Linked DNA regions of Sus scrofa: region 1 is linked to region 2. The links are chromatin contacts, called in public HiChIP or PLAC-seq maps. All regions are on one chromosome and are shown on one strand. Each heading gives the region's core, a stretch centred on a gene start, on an enhancer-like site or on the middle of the called end of the contact. The rest is flanking DNA. Distances are from core to core; before and after follow the strand shown.

The links. HiChIP or PLAC-seq counts read pairs in DNA pulled down with a chosen protein or histone mark.
Region 1: an H3K27ac HiChIP or PLAC-seq map of alveolar macrophages shows a contact between it and region 2. The contact joins the promoter of ATAD5 here to the promoter of RHOT1 in region 2. A contact is called at or near these places in 1 of 5 promoter capture datasets (liver) and 1 of 2 datasets of contacts at active chromatin or transcription factors (alveolar macrophages).

The regions. Positions count from the first base shown.
Region 1 is chr12:42,918,815-42,922,993 of Sscrofa11.1, reverse strand. It overlaps ATAD5 (ATPase family AAA domain-containing protein 5), which reads left to right and starts at 2,556. Exons shown (of 23, transcript XM_021067456.1): 1 at 2,556-3,012. The coding sequence starts at 2,965.
Region 2 is chr12:42,780,615-42,784,763 of Sscrofa11.1, reverse strand. It overlaps RHOT1 (mitochondrial Rho GTPase 1), which reads left to right and starts at 1,293. Exons shown (of 20, transcript XM_013989961.2): 1 at 1,293-1,602. The coding sequence starts at 1,527.

The DNA of each region.
Region 1 (4,179 bases), core at 1,307-3,806, 140 kb before region 2:
CATCTGGCTTCTTTTACTCAGCAGAGGGATTCTGAGGTGCATCCATGTCATTTTGTGTAGTAATACATCATTTTTACTGCTGAGTAGCAGTATTCTACGGTATGGATATATCACAATGTGTTTATTAATTTATCCCTTGATGGGTTGTTCTTAGTTTTTTACTATTACAAATAAAGCTGCTATGAACATTTGTGTCCGAGTCTTTTTTGTTTTTTGTTTTTTTTTAGGGCTGCACCCTTGGCATATGGATGTTTCCAGGCTAGGGGCTGAATTGGATCTGTAGCCATAGGCCTATACCACAGCCACAGGAACCCCAGATCTGAGTTGCATCTGAGACCTACGCCACAGCTTGCAGCGACGCTTGGTCCTTCAACCCACTGAGGGAGGCCAGGAATACTAATCAGGTTCTTAACCTGCTGAGCCACAATGGGAACTCCCCTAACACATTTTGCTTTATTTATCACAGCATGAAGTGGCTTGATATGGGATGTCAGCTCCCAGACCAAGGATGGAACCCAGGTCGCAGGGGTGAAAGCGCCAAACCCTAACCACTAGACCACCAGTGACCCTAACACATTTAAATGCTGTTATTTGGAAGAATAAAAAGCACTAGAGACATACCCTATAATCCAGCAATTACATGTGTTCAAGGAGACAAGAATTTTCATTGACTCATGGATAACAGAAAATAGAACTTCAATTGTCCTTACTAAGGAAATGGATCTATAAAATGTGCATAGTTGATCCTGCTGAATAGGGAACTATGTCTGGTCATTTATGGAGCATGATAATGTGAGAAAAAAGAATGTATGCTTGTATGTGTAACTGGGTCACCTTGCTGTACAGTAGAAAATTGACGGAACACTGTAAACCAGCTATAATGGAAAAAATAAAAATCATTATAAAATAAAACGTGCATCATTGGGTCAAATGCTCAGGTATGAAAGGGAATGAATCAGGCCTGAATGTATCATGGATTGACAGCTTTGGAAAACTGAAGAATGAAAAAAAGTAAATTGCTAAGTGATGTTTACATTGTTACTCTTTTTTTTTCCCCCAGTAGTGTGCAGGGACTTGCTGTGGGATCTTAGTTCCCAGACCAGGGATGGAACTAGGGCCAAAGCAGTAAAAGCACCTAATCCCAACCATTAGACCATCAGGAACGCCCCTATATTGCTAACTTTCATGTAAAGGAAGACAAAATGAAAGGCTTTTCTATGGATACATATACGTTCGTAAAAGTATTAATAAAGGCTGCAGTGGTATCCACGGAATAGGTGATATTGGCTACCTTTAGAGTGAAGAGACTGAGTTTTGGGGTGGAAATCAAGGACACTTTCAGATTTTTTTCTGTAATTTTCTAATTGATTTTTCCTCCTTTTCCTCCTCCCTGCTCTTGCTCCTCCTTTTTCTCATTCTCCTCTCCCTCCTCCTTGAGTGGTTGGTGTTCCCATACCCAGTGGGTTATTAAAAAAACAAACCATAACAACAAAAGAGTTTATATTTAGTGCAATCTCCCTAAAAACCACATCCAAGGCAAATAATTTTCAAAGGAAAAGTAACTACCATTTATTTCATCGGAAAAATTTGTACCCTTCATGTTGTCCAGACATAAACCATACACACAGACAATAATGTGAACAGTTAAAATCAGTTTGCATAACCCGACCTAACAAGGTGGCTTCCCGTTAATATTTGATAGGTACATTTACCTGTTTTGTTTCAGCCCTTACATATCCTGCAGATAAAACTATGGACTCAAAGAAAATAAACATACTCTTGTATATTGCAAGTTTAATGTAAAAAAGCAAAGTAAGGCAAATTCATGAAAACAATGAAAATGACGTATGAGATTATCATCACTACAAACTAGCAAACTACAGGTACCCTGCGACAGCTGGAACACACGCCAGCCAGCTGAGGCCATGAACTTGGGCTCCTGGCTTCTTGCTAGGACGAAATCCATGGGAAAAAATGCCTCCTGAGCTCAATTAGGGGTAAAGGTCAATTCTCGGACCCCTAGTAGGTAGCGAGGTAGGTCGCTTGCCAAAGTAACATTTTAAGTCGTGTGGAAGGAGTGTAATCAACAGCTATTCCCTTTCCTGTATTTTTCGAATTTACACTTAAATGGGACTAGTCTAGGTCGTCAAAAGTCTAGGGTTTTAATTCTGCCACCAACGGACTTTAGTCAAATCACATTCTCATCCGTGAAACTGGGGTGAGGAGTTTGAATCTCCAAAATCTCCGTTACTTTTACTTGTTTTTCAGCCGAACAGGTGGAATATGGACGTTTCGGGGCCAGGGATGGAATCCCAGCCGCAGCTGAGACGTACCCCACATACTCTGTATTTTGCAGCTACGGCCAGGCGAGATCCTTAGCCTATTGCGCCCGACAGGGGGATCGAACCGCTACTCATCAGCGACCAGAGCGGTTGCGGAAAACAACGATCCCAGCTACGTTTAGAGCCAAATGAATAATCCCGCCTCCGGCAGTTTCGCCTAAGAACCATTTTGGCCTTCTCGGCTCACCGTCCGCGCAGCCTCCGGAAGCGATCTAAGCTCCGCCCCCTGCGCTCCGGACGGCGCGAAAACCCAATTGACAAGAATTCCCTGGGAAGCCCGCGGGTTGGGTCTACGTTTGGCCTGGTTTTCCCTCCGAGGTCCTGGGCCCGACGTCGGAATTGGAGTGTCCTCGTTGGAGGTACCCCCCACCGACCGCGCTACAGGGTCCTCTTCGCGCTTTCTCACCACCTCTTCCCGCGTTCGAGTCAGCTGAGCTCTCGGCCCAGCCTTTGCGACCACCCGGGCGGTGGACGCGGGGGGTTCCAGGCAGACCCCGCGGCCCAGCTTCTTGCTCCCGTTGGAGCAGGCTGCCTCCATGGCCTCCAGACAGGTCGGACCGGGCTGCGTAAGGTCCTAGGAGCTGGGATTCCGGGAAGCAGGGAGCATGGTGGGGTCCTGGCCATGGCGGCTGCAGCTGCCACCCCTCCGGTGAGGGATTACGAGATTGAGGTGAGCTTGAGTATCTCTATTTGTTGGAGGTGGGTGAAAGAGGGTTCTGATCTAGGATCTATGAGGGGAAAGAAGGGACCTGGTGAGGCCCCTTTGTTGTGTCTTTGGGTGGAACAGTCGCTGGAGTGTGTCCTAAAGCCGCGGTAGGTACCCATAAACATTAGGATTGAGGATGTTGAGGGGCCTAGTTAAGGACCAGTTTATAGATCCTGAAATGTTCCTGAAACTTGATAATTTGGACTAGTGAAATGTCATGGAGTCTTCCAGGGTCAAGTCTGGATAAGGAATCACAGAACTTTAGCGTGGAAAAGAATCTTTTTGTCCACCCACCTGTGCTAGGAATAGCACTTGGTGTGTCACTACAGGAATCAAACAAGGTACATAATTTAAAAATCACTTTCTCATTGCTCTAGAACTTAAGATACTGCAGGAAGAAGTCTCAGCTTGGTATGCTGTTTATTCTTATGTGTTCTAGTTTCAGTGAAATGCACTAAAGAGATTCTAATGTCATAAAGTAGTGGAGTATCATCAAGTAGACAATTTTGCTATATTTTCACACCTTTTCATCCCAAGCTAGCCTTGTAACTGACATATGCATACTGGTGTCATTGAAGTGAGCCAAGACATAGGTTCACTCACTGAACTGGGACTGTTTCTTACTTTTTAGTATTGAGTACTTTTGGGAGTTCCTGTTGTGGCTCAGTGGTAATGAACCTGTCTAGTGTCCATGGGGTTGCAGGTTCAATTCCTGGCCTTGCTCAGTGGGTTAAGGATCTGGCATGGCTGTGGCTGTGGTGTAGGCTGGCAGCTGCAGCTCCAGTTTGACCTCTGGCCCGGGAACTTTCATTTGCTGTAGGTGCGGCCCTAAAAAGCAAAAATAAATAAATAGAATTGAGTACTTTTTGCCTTCTTGTTAATATTTGTTATGCAGATGCTTGTTTGCTGGATCAAGGCAGTTGCTGGGTTTGTCTTGGGTGTGAAGAATTTTTGATAACTTGAATTACGCAATTCTTGCTTTTTGTTTGGTCAGTTTCTGAATCTTTTTGTTACAATTTCTTCTTTTGGTGCCCTGCTTAGAGTACTATTTCAGGGCACCAAATATTGTTTAGTATTGTGACAGTAAAGGCCTTATACACATTATTTTACCTAATAGCAATCCTGTGTTGA
Region 2 (4,149 bases), core at 44-2,543:
TTCCTCCTTTCACCACAGTGAGAGCGTTTTCTGGAAGGGCTTCCACCCCTGTGCTCCTTTGGGATATCATTATAACAAAGATGGTGAAATACTGTTGTAAACATAACAAGGAATTTGCCTCAAAATTTGTGGTTTTCAGCTTTTCAGTGACCTTTAAGATAGTAAGCACAGCTATCAGTAAACCAAGTACTGAGTCTGGCACTATTCCAAATGCTTGGTGTTTATTTATTATCTTAATTATTTTTCACAACAACTTGAGTAGGTAGGTAATATGATCATTATTGCCCTGTTAGAGAAGAAGGGGCAGGCTTGAGAAGTCAAATAACCTGCTCTGGATCACATAACTATTAGGTGATGGGCTCTGGAGTCAAGCCTAAGCAGTTTATCAGCAGCTCTTAACTGCTGCACCAGACGACTGGGGTTCTCCTAGCAGAAAAGGGGATTGGTACTGTGTGCATTTTATTTCCTTAAAAAAATCATTTTTCAATATTTAAGATAAAAGGCACATTATGCACAGTGAATTTCCTCATTTATTCTATATATTTCCATATGTATCTATCCATCCATCTATCCATCTATCTCCCACTGTATGCCAAGCACTGCTCAAGCATTAGAGATATGGCAACAAATTCCTCCAGACTGAGAGAGTCAGGAGGAAATTAAGGCAACATCAGAAAAATCAGTAAGGGTTTATTATCCTGTGCCACCAATGTGCCCAGTCCTGCGCTGGGCAAACCTATAACGTATGGAGAAGTATCAGAAGACCCTGTGTAAAAGTAGACCACGAAGAGGGAGGAAATCACTTAGTTTGGTTGCAAAGAAATGAATGTTTACGTAGTGCAGAAACTAATCTCATTATTTAGAATCGTATTTTATAAACATCACAGATAAAAGGCTGCTAGAGTGGTGGGCTCTGGGTAGTGGAAAGGACTCTGTCTAGGGATGTAGTCATCTTTTACGCAAACAAGCGCTTTCTGAGGGCTTTGTCCGATAAGGTGGGGAATGCTGCTGAAAACCAGGTAGACAGGTCGCCACCCGCCTGGAGTTTATATAGTTTGGCGAGAATATGCCCGCCGTGAGTCACACTGCCAAGTTCTAGTTGTGTGACCTTAGTTAGACAAGGAAATTCTCCTGCTCATATTTTGTAAAAGAAATAGGGTCAGTGGGTAACACTCTGCTACTCAAACTCCCCGTCCAAAGCCGATGTTCCCGGAGGAGGATGGGCGAGACTCCCTGGCGATGCCCTGCGGAGAGCCTGACCGCGGGGGCGCGGCTCCCGCTCCGAGAGCGTTCGCGTTCCGAAAGCGCTTGTCCCTCGCGGCTCCCCGTCGGCCCCGCCGCCGCCGCCGCCGCCGCCCGCGGAGCCGGAGGAGGCGGAGCTGGCGCTGTCCCGGCTCGCGAGCGGGGAAGCAGCCGAGGAGGCGGCGCGGCAGGCCGGGGCGGTCGAGGCTCGGGCGGGGCGGCGCCGGCAGCGCGGGGAGAGCGGCGCCGCGGGCTGGGCGCTCCCGGCGAGAGCAGTCCGCTCCATGCGTGCGGGCCGAGCTCGGCCCCTGCGAGCCGCCGACATGAAGAAAGACGTGCGGATCCTGCTGGTGGGAGAACGTGAGTCCGCGCGCTGGGGCTGGTCGCGGCCACCGCAGCCCCTGCCCCTGCCGTCCTCCCTCCGCGCCCCCAGGCCTCCCGGGCCTCCCAGCCCCTCCGGTCTTCCCTGTAGGCTGCCCGCCGGAGGCCGCCGACCTCTCACCTCATCTGGGTCCTCCTCACTCCTCCCCCCGCTATGCCCCCGTCGTCCTCCCCAGCCGTGTCTTCCCGAGCCCCTAGCCGCCCGGCCTCATCCTCCCCGAAGGTCCTGTCCTCCTTTTCCACTAGGAATCCTTTTCTCCCGGGCCTCTGCGTTTCCGAGGCCGCCTCCTTTCAGACCCGTTCGTCTTCCGTGGAGATTCCCATGTCCCTGCCAGGCAGGTGCTGGGAACAGGCAGACTGAGCACTTGGGATGGCGTGAACCGGCTCCCGGGGAAGCTCGGGGGAGGGGTGCCGAACTGTTCGACTTGTGGGCAAGGTCAGGTGTCTCCGCGTGTTTTTGCGCTCGCGGTCTGCCCTCCCTCTAGGCATTGACTGTAAAGTATGGAGCGTTTTTTCTTTAAAAAAAAATTATTTTAGCGATATTTGCCCTTTGCATTGGAATAACTCCTGATACGCTCGGTATTTCCTCAAAAATTTACTCTAAACTTCAAGTTACACAGGTGCCCAATGAATGAATACTTATTTGGAGAGGGTCCTTCACTCGAGAGAATTATTGTTACCCTACAGCCTAATTTTCCCCATCTTTTAAAACATTATTCCATAACTGCTTGGTAATTAATTTAAAAATAATAACAGGCACACTCGTAGACCCAAACTGACGCCCAAACATGTGAGACCCTACCTCCTCCCTTCCACCCAGGCACTTAGATTTCACTTTTTGAAGATAATAAAGGGGACACGTCTTCCGTTCGCTGACTTGGGGACAGAACAGCAGGGACTTCTTGATGTCTTTGTGCGAGTTTCATGACTCAATTGGAAGGACTAAAATAAGAAGAGGTGGGCTGGGGAGGGCTGGATTGTTTAAGTACATTCGTTCATGCGTTTCTATTGCTGTTTGGAGGCTTTCTGTTCTAAACCCCATTCCATTCTGGAGTAGCCCCTCCAGGTCACTGTGATGCCCTCCTAAGGAAGAAAGCTAACACGTTTTTACCCTCTCCTGTAGTGTTCTTTGCTGTTCATCGAAATCTTTGATTTCCTGTTGTAGACATCTTCCTTTAGAATCAGAATTTAGAAGTACGCTTAGCCAGATACAGTTGACTTTTTGGTTTGCAATTGTGGATTATAGTTTTCATCTGTACCTACATATATATCTTAATCTGTGTTTAGTATGGACTTCCTTGACAAAGTTCAGGAAAATGATTCGTGTTGATGCATTTGGAGCTACGTAGGGAAAGTGAGTAGATGACCCGCTTCAAAAACTGACCCTTGGAGTTCTGGTCATGGCTCAGCGGTAACCAATCCGACGAGAATCCATGCAGACTCGGGTTCGATCCCTGGCCTTACTCAGTGGGTCAAGGATCTGGCGCTGCCATGAGCTGTGGTGTAGTCACACATGTGGCTTGGAGCCTACGTGGCTGTGGCTAGGCCGGCAGCTGTAGCTCCGATTCAACCCCTGACATGGGAACTTCCATACGCCCCAGGTGTGGCTCTAAAAAGGAAAGAAAGAAAAAAAACTGACCCTTCAAAGAAATTCTTTTAAAAGCAAACATTCTGTGTTTTGGTTTTAGTTTTGAATATAGGGAGCAATTACATAAAATCGTTAGTCTGTAAAACATCAAAATCGAAATGCTATACATATGTAAGATATATTGTCAGCCTTAGGATGTTTACGTTAAAATGTTAACAGTATCACTTATTTAGAAAGACATAAAGACTTAAAAATCTGTTAGAAAAATCACCACCTGGAGTTTGCTTGCGATGCAACGGGTTAAGGATCAGATGCAACCAGTTAAGGATCAGGTGTTGTCACTGCAGCGGCTTGCGTTGCTGCTGTGGCATGGGTTTGATTCCTGGCCCAGAAACTCCATATGCCCTGGGTGTGGCCAAAAAAAAAAAAGAAAGAAAAACTACAACTTATATTATGCAGAAATGAGAGCAAAAAAAATTGAATAAAAGTGTATATGTGAGAGTTTTTTGATAGGGAGAAACTTGACACAAGAGAAAGCCTTAGTGTTTTTTTGTTTGTTTCGATTTTTAGGGCCGAACCCTTGGAATATGGAGGTTTCCAAGCTAGGGGTCGAATCAGAGCTACAGCTGCCAGCCTATGCCACAGCAATGCAGGATCCGAGCTGAGTCTGTAATCTACACCACAGCTCACCACAATGCCGGATCCTTAACTCACTGAGCGAGGCCAGAGATTGAACCCAAATCCTCATGGATCTTAGTCGCGTTTGTTAACCACTGAATCATGATGGGAACTCCAAGAAGCCTTAATTTTTGAGGGAGGCCTTTTTCTTACAAGATGGCACCAGAAATTTTAGGCCAGCTACCATATATACATACTTTTTTCACATTTAAAAATATTTGAAGGAGTTATACTTATTTGAAATATAGAATTTCAATTAT